Linked DNA regions of Mus musculus: region 2 is linked to region 1. The links are chromatin contacts, called in public promoter capture Hi-C maps. All regions are on one chromosome and are shown on one strand. The core of a region is the stretch at or near the end of the contact, and the rest is flanking DNA. Distances in the headings are between cores, read along the strand shown. Region 1 overlaps Gm34119 (a long non-coding RNA gene). Region 2 overlaps Bcar3 (breast cancer anti-estrogen resistance 3).

What was found. Capture Hi-C pulls out chosen DNA fragments and counts their contacts.
Region 2: a promoter capture Hi-C map of liver shows a contact between it and region 1, with 2.7 times the contacts expected there. The contact joins two enhancer-like sites.

The regions. Positions count from the first base shown.
Region 1 is chr3:121,912,003-121,917,535 of GRCm38.p6, reverse strand. All of the region lies in intron 1 of Gm34119 (a long non-coding RNA gene), which reads right to left. Among named protein-coding and RNA genes, the nearest start is that of Gm34119, 11 kb to the right of the region's middle. Within about 2 kb of position 2,950, at least 40 of the 459 cell types and tissues checked have an H3K27ac peak or open chromatin away from gene starts, as enhancers often do. A contact at or near this core is called in liver, where this site is marked.
Region 2 is chr3:122,497,907-122,503,439 of GRCm38.p6, reverse strand. The region is part of intron 3 of Bcar3 (breast cancer anti-estrogen resistance 3); the gene reads right to left. Among named protein-coding and RNA genes, the nearest start is that of Gm34349, 20 kb to the right of the region's middle. Within about 2 kb of position 2,764, at least 11 of the 459 cell types and tissues checked have an H3K27ac peak or open chromatin away from gene starts, as enhancers often do. A contact at or near this core is called in liver, where this site is marked.

The DNA of each region.
Region 1 (5,533 bases), core at 1,701-4,200:
CATTTGCATATGTGCATATACATGTATCTAAGTAATATGGCCACACTTACCTCCCCACCTTTCTTTATCCTCTTCCCACCCTCGCCAGTTCCCCTCCTCCACCAAGTCCCCACCTTCCTTCCCTGTCTCCTTTTGTTTTGTTTCTGTTTTGTATTTTGTGACCCCCTGAGCTTAACCGGGGCCACCCATGTGGGGCATGGGTGTGGAGCTATCTGCTGGGACACAGATAACTCACCCGTGGCTATACCGCTGAAAAAGAGTTGAATGGAAGGAAAACATTTATAGAACTCAGGAGCTGGCTGTCTTGAGAAGACAATAACTTGGGTCAAAGAAAACTCAGCCAAGCTAAGGAGACATTTCAGGGAAGGTTCCAGAGGCAAATATCACCTCACACCCTTCTCTGTCCAGATCTGCTGCTGAGAAGGGCTGTAAAGGCCTGTCTGTGTGTGTGTGTGTGTGTGTGGGGGGGGGGGTTCTGGAGAAGAAGAGAGAAGAATAAAAAGATGGCATTAGATAGGTAAACCATGGACCTTGGTGAGATTGGAGGGTGGGAGAGACAGGCCACAGAAGGGCAAACTGATAGTGAAGATTTCTAAACAGGGGAGAGAGAGTCAAAATTCAAGTCTTAGATAAATGAACAGCATAGAAGCACAAGAGGTAAGCTAGACCTGTTGTGAATTCTAGCAATTCCACCACGTGAGAGGCCATATGCTCAAAGTCCTCCTGGGCTACACAGTGAGACCTGTCTCAAACAAACAAAAAGCAGAAAGAAGAGAAAGAAACAAATACTATGAGAGAAGAAGACAGAAAACACATAACATTCACAAACAGCTTTGCAGATTCCATTTTGTACAAAACAAAGAACATCCATAATTGAAGAGGTGGGGATGAAGATGGCGATCTGCTTCTGAACAGCGGGAGGACAGAGGTAAATGTCTGATGATTTTCTTGGAGAGCATGCACAGAAAGGCCTCCACGATCATGAACCCTGGGCAAAATCCGTCTGTCTTTTGTGTGATTGTTCTCCACTGTCCCTTGGCTATTCATGCTCAAGCAGGGAGACCACAGCTGGTTGATGGTGGGTTCACAAACCTCTAGAATTCTACTTCCTCCTTTGAGGACTAGAAAGGCACACATGCGGTGCACATACATAGATGCAGACAAGATATACACACATAAAATAAAAATAAATAAATCTTTTAAAAGTCAGCTTGTCTTTGGCCCTCTTCAGCTTACGTATTCTCAATCAGGACTCTCAGCTCTTCTCCTCTCTGAACCCCTCTCCTGTTTCCTCCGTTCTCAGATACTTTCCTGGGAGTTTTATTTATTTGTGTTTATAACATTTTACACAAAACAAGTAAATGATTCTTTAAAAATCGTCTTTGCTTGTTTGTTCCACCCCAGAGAATTCATAAAAATACAATGAGCCATGAGATAACAAATTTCTATCGGCCGGGCGGTGGTGACACACGCCTTTAATCCCAGCACTTGGGAGGCAGAGGCAGGCAGATTTCTGAGTTCGAGGCCAGCCTGGTCTACAGAGTGAGTTCCAGGATAGCTAGGGCTACACAGAGAAACCCTGTCTCAAAAACCAAAACAAACAAACAAACAACAAACAAACAAACAAAAATCTATCCTTATGATTCAGAACCCGTGAAGTGAACTTGGTGTGGCAATTCCTATCTGTCATCCCTGCCTGCATTTGGAAGGCAGAAGTCAAAAGACCATAAACAAGTTTGAGGCTATCCTGGACTATAGTGCGTTCTAGAGGAGCCTGGTCTACCAGAGAGAACCTCTCTTAGAAAACCAAAACCAAACAACAGCAGCAAAAACAAAACAAAACAAAAAAACAAGAAAAACAAATACATTGCCATTTGTGACAAGAATAAAAATCTAAGGAAACAGAAAAGTAGAATTGGCACCCATATTTAATCTCATGAAACCCAACTCATAACACTAAGTTGATGGAAACAAAACAAATACAGCATTAAAAAAAAAACCTTCGAAAATAATAATAAAGCACAAACACAGGGCTTCTGAAACTCAGCCACGCCACATCCTCTGCTCCCATTTGGATGTGACACACTGTTTTAAATGGCATTGGGTGGAGGCCCAGCAGGAAGGAAGCATCGGATATTGCTGGAACATATCTTTGTTTGAGCAACAGCTAAATGAGAAAGGTCACCATTATGCTTTGCTTTCAAACCCTGGGTCTGTTTTGAAATTAGCTCTGAACATTTCACCACAGATGCTGATTTATAATCACTGAAGCTCATAATCCCAAAGCATTCATCGTTTTCCCCCTCCCTCCCCAGCGAGGTGAGGAGGGTACGTTTATTTCCTTGCCACTGTTTGGATCACAATATGTCAGGAGAAGGTAAAATGCCCTTCATTTATGAACTTCAGAATTCCCGGTTATACAAAATTGCAACAGTTAAGTTTAAAGGACATCTAGCTTTCTAATTTCCTCTGTAATTGGGGGAGGACGGGGGATGGGGACTTGTTAAACTCATTGCCAGTGTTGGAGATGCAAGGCTCTTTAGCTATTGTTTCTCAACATTTATTGCATTCTTGTGCTGGATCAAGCACAAGGCCCGGAGATCCTAAGCCAGGCTAACTTTCTTTTGTGCAAACCGGCAAGTCCTATAAACTCCAGAAGCCCTCCTCCCAGGAAGGGCCGAGTTCCACCAAGAACAGTAGAAGCAGCTCTAGCACACATTCCTGGCACAATTTGGGAAGGGAGAACAGAAATCTAGCAAATCTCTCCGTTTATATTTTTGGTTTTCCCGGTTGGCCCCGCTGCTGTATTCCCATGTCTGGAGCACGTCCCACTGTGCGAACTGGAGCTCTCAGAATAAACGTTGGGAAAGGCTGGGTCCACCCTCCAGGGATAAGAGAGCCAGGGAAGGAGGAGGAGGGGGCAAAGGAAAAGGGAAGGGGACTCTGTCTTCCTGTGTTTGGATGACCTTTCCCTGTGTTTATCTGGAGAGACTGGGCAGCCACACTGTGTTTGGTGTTAGGCTGCCATGCGGCCTAGTTTTATATGGGCAAAGGACTTTTGTCTTCGCTTAGAAGGAGTGGGTTTAGCTCATCGAAAAACAGAGACAACAAAAAAGTTCACTAGGGTAAGGGCCTAAAAAAAGAAATTGTTTTCTTTAAAAATGTTTTTCTAAAATATTTATTAATTTATTTGAATGTGTATGGATGTTTTTCCCTGCATGCTGTGCACATGTCTGATGCCCACAGAAGCCAGAAGAGGGTATGAGATTCCCTGGAGCTGGAGTTACAGATGGTTGTGAGCCACCATTTGGATGCCGGGAATCAAACCTGTGTCCTCTCTAAGAATGATTATCCCTAATGGACTAGCCATACGTTCAGCCACAAGAAATCTTCCTAAAGGTTCACATTAGCTTGTGTCTAGCCGGTCCCCTCCTGTTCACTGAGATGGATCTACCTGTGTGTCTGCCTTCCTGCTAAGGCGCGGCTGAAGAGTGTCTTCCTTGGCCCAGATCTCTCCAGATCCTTTTTAGTTTAGTTAAACCTATTTAACCATTTCTTTATTTAGAAATGGGTCCAGCTACAGAGCTCGGGGTTGACCTTGAACTTAGGACGCTTCTGTCTCAGTCTTCCAGTGTTAAAACTGCAAGTGTGCGCCATCAGCCAAACCTTCAACTTTTAGCATCTATGAATTCCACAAAACACACACATGTACACATGTACATAGCGTGGGCCTATCATATTCATAAACCAATACTTAAAAGAAGAAGAAAAGCTGGAGAAATGGTGTTAGATAAACAATAGAAAATCCTCCTCCAATGGCCTCCTTGTGCCAGATGTGGTGACCGGCCCTAGACCTACATGGAGCCGGCTACACAGGGGGCGTGGACAGGCGGGAAGCAGCTTGCAGCAGATCTTTGTGCTCTTTCTTTAGCTGGCTCTGTGATTTGGACAAGTTATCTTCTTTAGCAAAAAATTTTAATGAAATATTTGATAGAATATTATCCAGGTTTAAGTGGGGAAAACAATTCCAAGACAGGCTAAAACACACATGACTATTGAAGGCATCCTAAATGAGATAAAGCAGTCATAGAAGACACAGACTGTATGGCTGTCCTTCTATCAAGTGGCCAAATTCAACAGATAGAAAACCCAACACTTGCTAAAGGTCAAAGGGTAAAGGAAATGGGGGGGGGTCACTGTTTAAGGGGCAGAGGTTCAGTTCACAGGGGTCCAGTTTACAACAGGAAACGTAATATGTGGAGATGACACCTGCATAACAATGTGAATGTAGCTGATACCCGTGAGCTACACTCTTAAAAGCCAATTATTTTAAATGGCAAGTTAGCAAAAACTTGTATTTTATTATGATTTTTTAAAAATGCTGCAGATAGCCTGGTACACAGCATACTGTGAACACGTAATGAATGCTCATAACACAAAGATCACTCCTCCCCGAACAGCCCCAAGGGTGGAACACCCGCAGCTGTGCGCTTACAGCAGCTGAAATGGGGCTTGAAGGTGATCACTTGCTGCCTAGTAGTTTCAAATATTGCTTTGATTACATTAAACTTCTGTTCAACAATGTAAGAGTGCTACATATCTCTGTGGTAGCGCTTAGATGCTGCTTGGGGTTACATTTCTTATTTGCAGGCTGAAACAACTGCAATTTCAGCTTCATTCCAGTTTTGAGGACATCCCTCCATTCTCTTATCAGCGGTGGCTGCTGCTGTCGCCGCTGCCGCCGCCGCCACCACCATCACCACCATCACCACCACCACCACTCCCTTGCTCCCAAGCAGCAAGCCTAGGGCCTCTCACAGGCTAGCCCCTCTTCTGTGTTCTCTGCATTCATCACATATGCTGATTTTTCAGATGGGTTAGAGTGAACACTATCCATTACGACCCATTTTGCACGTAGGAGGAAAACAAAGTAACTCTTCCTCCTCCTTCTCCTCCTCCTCCTCTTCTCCCTTCTCCTCTTCCTCCTCACTCCCACAGTGTCTGTCATTTGAATGCAATCCATACTGCGACTGCTTTAGTAGTGTTATCATTCCTGCTATTCATGTCTTAACTTCCACATCCAGCTTCTGGAGACAGCGATTAGTTCTTTAGAATCCCCTTAAGACCAGTTTAGTGTTGCATTGAGTAGCAACTTGCTAAAAACCCTTTAATGATGCTGATGCAGGAAATACGATTATGATGAGTGGTCCACACAGCCGTGATTCAGATTGGAGGCCAAACAACAACCCATGTATCATTTTCTTTCTTTCTTGTTAGAAAAGATGCTGGAACTTTTTCCTCATAGTTTTAGGTCAATTGAGGACATAAGGTTTCCTAGTCAGCAGGAAAATAAAAAAAGATCAAAGCTGGTCACAAAACAGATCTGCTGGTGGGCCTGTGTGCGAGGTAGATGTCTTTTACTGATAAAATTCTGAGGATCAGAAACAGGCAAAGGTGTTTATAGAGCCAGCAGAGATGAGGCCATGGGGTTTTTTCCAAGAACATCTTAGAAAACATAAGAGGTCATTTCAGG
Region 2 (5,533 bases), core at 1,515-4,014, 590 kb before region 1:
GATTTAGCATCACTCAGCCTTGTACGAGCACACTGAACACGACCCCTCCTGGGTTCCTAGTGAAACCAGGTTTGGGTATCACTCACTGAAGGTTATGTGAGAAGGGGAAGGCCAGGTATCTGTGCTTCCCTAAGTTCCCCAGTGTGCCCTCCAGATGCCTCGATAAGCCCCAGAATTACTCCTCACACACTGTTTAGCAAGGAGAGAAAGATCCCCAAGTCTCCCCCCCGCCCCCCAAGCAAAGCAAATCCCAGACTGGGGATGGACTGTGCACTGTGCACGCCTCTCTTCCCAGTGCCGGCTGAGGTGGTGTAGGCAGATTTCAGGGTGGACCTTCACTTCTTCCTCTCCTCTCCCTACCCTCCTCCTCTGTTCTCAGGACCTCAGGACAGACAGACAAAGGCGGTTTCAATCATTCCGTTTGCTCAGTGAGACAGGGTCTCTCACTATAACCCAGGCTAGCCTAGAATTCACTACATGATCCAGGCTGGCCTTTCCACCTGAGCAACGCTTTTGCTTCTGCCTCCAGAGTGCTGGGATTAAAGGTGTGGGCCACTATGCCTAGCGAGGGACATCGGAGAGTGGAATTTATATCAAAAGTGTGCAAAGGCCGACTGCCATGACTCTTGTGGGCCTCACACGGTAAGTGTTTGACGCTAGCAGCTCTGGGCATTGAATTATGCAAAGTTACATCTGAAGACTCACGGATGAATGGCAAGCTGACAGCTGATGGCTGCCTATTATCTGTCTCGCTTCCTGCTAGACTCTTAAGTTTCATGGGAAAAGAACCTTTTCCCCTTTTCCCTACAGCAGCACCTCAGGCAGGGCCTGAACACCTCAAGAACTCAGCAACACTGCAGGAACAAACGTCCCAGAGGGAGATGTCTGCGGCTCTTCTCCCAGATTGTCTGCAGTTCTATTTTACAAGGGCGTCACCACCCGTCAGCTCAAAGACGGCCTTCCCGGCGGTTTGTGTTTTATAAAATGCTGCACTGAGGTCTACCCTTAGAAGACCGAGTTGGAAGGACTTCTGGGGTGGCATGTGACAACCAGCAGCTCGATGATATCCAGGACCATGAGGGGGAAGCCATAGTGAGAAACAACAGCTGAGAAGGCAGGAACCAGGCTGGGGCTCTGATACCCATGGAGCCCACACACCAGCAGGAGAACAACTGGTCCCCAGTTTCTTTCTTTTTTGAGACAGGGTTTCTCTGTGTAGCCCTGGCTGTCCTGGAACTCACTTTGTAGACCAGGCTGGCCTCAAACTCAGAAATCCGCCTGTCTCTGCCTCCCAAGTACTGGGATTAAAGGCGTGTGCCACCACCGCCCAGCTTGGTCCCCATTTTCTATGTCACTGTCAAGCCTCATGAAGCCTATAATTCGGGGGCTTTCTCGGTAGCTGTACTGAATCCTAAGACCAGCGGACTCATTCACACCTCTTTCGCCACACCCTAGGCTCTCTGCTAGGTCTGAGCAGGGACAATGTAGGAGATCTGAACATGGACAGCCAGCTCTACTATACTCCTCAGAAATTTTATTTGCTCATACCCAGAAAGCTATTCCCCTATGTGCTGCTGTGTTCTCCTCACTGAAGTCCCAATATCCAGACCCCTGCTCCCCACACACCCTTCTCAGTGTTGGCTACAATGTACATTTTCCTTTAAAGCATCGCACACTCTTACTTGCTATCCTAACTACAAACTCAGCTGGCTCTTCCGTGACTTTTGTCCCAACTCCTTAGAGGAAAATCCATAGTTACTGCTATTTCCTTCTGTGTTCACAAACAGGCTGTAATTGGGTGCTACAGGAGATAGAGGTGACAGGATGACAACCCAGAGAGGAGAGGAAAAGGAGAGTATTGACCTGTGCCCTCCCTAGTAGCTTGAGATGGAGACCAGACTTTAAAAAACACAGACCATACACTGTTGTGGGGAATCTATGCAATGACTCTCAGATTCCAAAGGGGATGTCGCAAGATCACCCCAAGGGCCACCTCATGAGTAGCTGGTGTCTGTTTTTTGGAGGGAGTGGGTACCCTCTAAAACTCTTACTGTTTAATCACATATATGAATTAATGAAGCTTGCTGTTAGAGACAGGTCTTGTGTAGCCCAGGCTAGCCTCAAACTGACTCTGTAGCCAAGGATGACCTTGGATTCCTGATCCTCCTGCTGCTTCTGCCTCTCAAGGGCTGGGATTATAGGCACGAGCCACCTTATCCAGCTTGCATTCGATGCATCTCAAAGAGGGCTGGACCTACGTCATCCCCATCCCTTCTATCAGCACGGGACAGCAGGCGTTGCTTTTGACAGCAGTACACCCCGCCTGCTGGCTCGCTTAGTTCACTGGGCGTGCATAAAGTGCACACCAGCCCTTTGAGGTGTAGGCTCCTCAGCTGCCAGAAGGAAAGTGACAGCAAGAAAATTCTTAAAGAAAAGTGACTCTCCCTCAGCAGCCATCAGCCGCCAATGGCTCTTCAGCTAGGGGTGGGGCCTTGGGAGCCCTCCCTCCTCTGTGCTAGTCTTTTGCAATTAATTAATTAATTAGAGATAGGTTTTCTCTGTATGGCCCTTGATGTAGCCCTGAGCTTGCTAGATCTGCCTAGCCTCAAACTCAAAGCTCTGCCTGTCAATTGCTCGGATTAAAGGTATGTGCCACCACACCTGGCCCTCCATACTGGACTTTTTAACTGGCCTAATTTTGTGCAGGTCTTGCGTAGGTGACCATTGCTGCTGGGTTCACGAGTCCAGCAGTCATGCCATGTCCAAAGGACAGCTTCTCACAGCATGCCTCTCCATCTTGTCTGGAGGGGAAGGAGATAGAGGCCTGGTATAGAGTCCAGCTATCGATCATGCCAACCACAACTAAGTTGGGCTCAACCTCCTAACAAAAGGAGGTTACTTGGTTCTGGATCAAGTCCTGTAGCTTCGTTCCAGGAGCTGAAACCATCCACAATCCTATAGGACGGAGGCAGGGGCAGGCAGGACCCATACCATCTACCCCATGGTTTTCCTAACTTTAAACAGAGTTAGTAACTCCTAGAGCAAGGTCACCCTCTAGCCCAAATCCATATGCAACTTAGCATCCAAGTCCCATCGTCAACATAGAGTCTGAGATGAGATGCAGAGAGCTGATGTCTGAGTGTCTGGAGAAGGTAGGTGAGACCCACAGTTGTCCACCTAAACTGGAGACTGGCTATAAAATTCATAAATCATTATAAAATGATGCCTTTTGGGGAATCTGAGTCTAGTTACATCTTTCTCATCATTAGCATTTTGTTGTTGCTGTTTGAGATGAGATTAATGCTGCCCAGGCTGATGTGGAATCGTGTAGCTAAGGGTGGATTTGTATACCTAGACTTCCTGCCTCTGCCTCCCAAGTGCTGGGGTTACAGGCATATGCCACCACATGTGGCTCTGTCACTATGTCTCGATATTAAGAGCTGTTACAACAGTGCTTCACAGCTTGGGCCAGTTGACCACCTCCATCCAGAGGCCCACAGTAATTCTGAACAGCTGTGCGGTCTTGGGCAAGTGACGTTAATTCTTTGTGGAACCTTGGGTTCCTTGTCTGCTAAGTGGGGATAATATGGCACATGATGTTAATAAGGACCAAATGAGTGGGTATCTGTAAGGACTTGGAACTCACTCTGGCAGGGGAATCAGCGCTAATGTTAGCTGTCATTATAATTACATCCAGACGCTATTAATCTAGGCCTGTAAAATAAGAGCAGACTCAGTACCGAGGGTCTGGTGCAGGAGGCACAGAGAGGCTGGGGTTTGGGAAGAAAGCAGATAGGGAAAGGAACCTCTCTCTCCTAGGCTTCTTCAGTCCTCTTGAGAGAACTCAATGACAGTTTGCCATAGTTCAGTTCCTCAGCCAGAACTGATACCAGCCGTCTGGGCAGGGCTCTGAAAACCACCATCCCTCTAACTATGGAAAGAGTGTTTCTGTAACTTGACTTACAAGTCTGGTCTGAACAAGCTGTAGTAGCCAGAGCCCAGGAAATGTTGGAAAAGGGATTTTGGAGGCTCAGAGCCAGCTCCTAGAATGTGCTGAGAACCTCCATTACTGTGGAAACCCATATTTCAACAGCTCTCCAAGGAAGAAAAAAAAGCTAATCTAACCCGGGAGGAGTGGGACCCTGGGTTTCCTGTGTGAGCACCTGAGCCTACAGTTCACATCAAGTACAAGAATGGGCCTGGACATGCAGACAGTGGGAATTCCTAAGCCAGCAGTGGAGGGACAGTAGGGGGCATCTATCAGAGTCCCCCAGAGGATGCACCAGACTCTCATTTGCATGAAGGAGACAGGAGACTCAGAGAAAGATGGCATCTGCATTACCATTAATATTTGCTTTAAGTCTACCCCAGGCTGCAAGGAGAGCTTCCCACTCCTGTAGGGTGTGACACTGTAAAGATCATTAAGAGCTAACATTCATGCCAAAGGGCCACCTCAGGACCTAAGGAAACATGGGACAGCAAGCAGGGATGGAGGCTCCAGCGGGGCACATTCTCTGGGAAGACCACACACACACACACACACACACACACACAGTTCAACGCCACCAAGCTCTGGGGATAGACACACTGCCTAGCCATCCGACCCCGCCTTTTCCCGCTCTGCAGCCTGGGTGAGTTAGTTTGCCTCTTTGTCTTTGAGTTTTCTCCTCTGTCAAAATGAGAAACACTGTGGCCCAGGGCTGTTCTCAAGACAGTTTCACTGGGGTTTGGGCGGGGTGAGGGAAGGGCTGGAGCAGCAGAACTGAATCATGAAGAGTGAGGCATCATAGCTAGGGGAAATAATGAGTCGCTGGGAACAGTGGCCTGGAGGTTTGGTTCGGGAGACACAGGACAGAAACCTGCAAAGGTGTAAGTGTGGGTGTGATATACACCTGTGTCTCCAGCACCTCACCCCTACCTCCAGTCCCCTCCCACCCTTGCTTCCCAAGGACAGTTCCATCTTCACTACAGGCGTGTGGTAGGGAGCATCTTCCTGGCCACCACTGGCCTGGGAGAGGGCCCCTCACCCATCCTGGAAGAAGATACTCTAACCCATTCTGGTAAAAATACCATGAGACTTGTAGCCTGGTGGTTACTTCACCCCGCCATGTTTTTTCTCTTATTTGTTGGTAGGGTGGCGGTGTTTTTCCAAAAGGACCAATGTGGCTGAGACGATGAAACCAGCACTCAAAAGGAAGAGGAACAAGGGATGGCTGAGGCCTCTGTAACACGCAAGTCCCTAAGCACAAATCCCGTGACTTAGCTGATATGAGCTGGGTCTCATGGCTGTTCTAATTGAGGAAGCCAAGAATCAGACACAAGGGACCTGGCACAGGAAGCTGAGGGTCAGATCTTCCTTCCGAGGATAATGTCACTGAAAATGACACGCAAAGCTGCTTTTGAGGGATGAGTGTACTGCAGTGGGCAGAACTCCAGGTGGGGTGGAGCAGTGCTCCGAGCCACAAGGCCAGTGCATCATTTGAAATGTGCTGAAGGTTCAAGACTCCATTTCCACTCCTTACAGGGAGTGGCT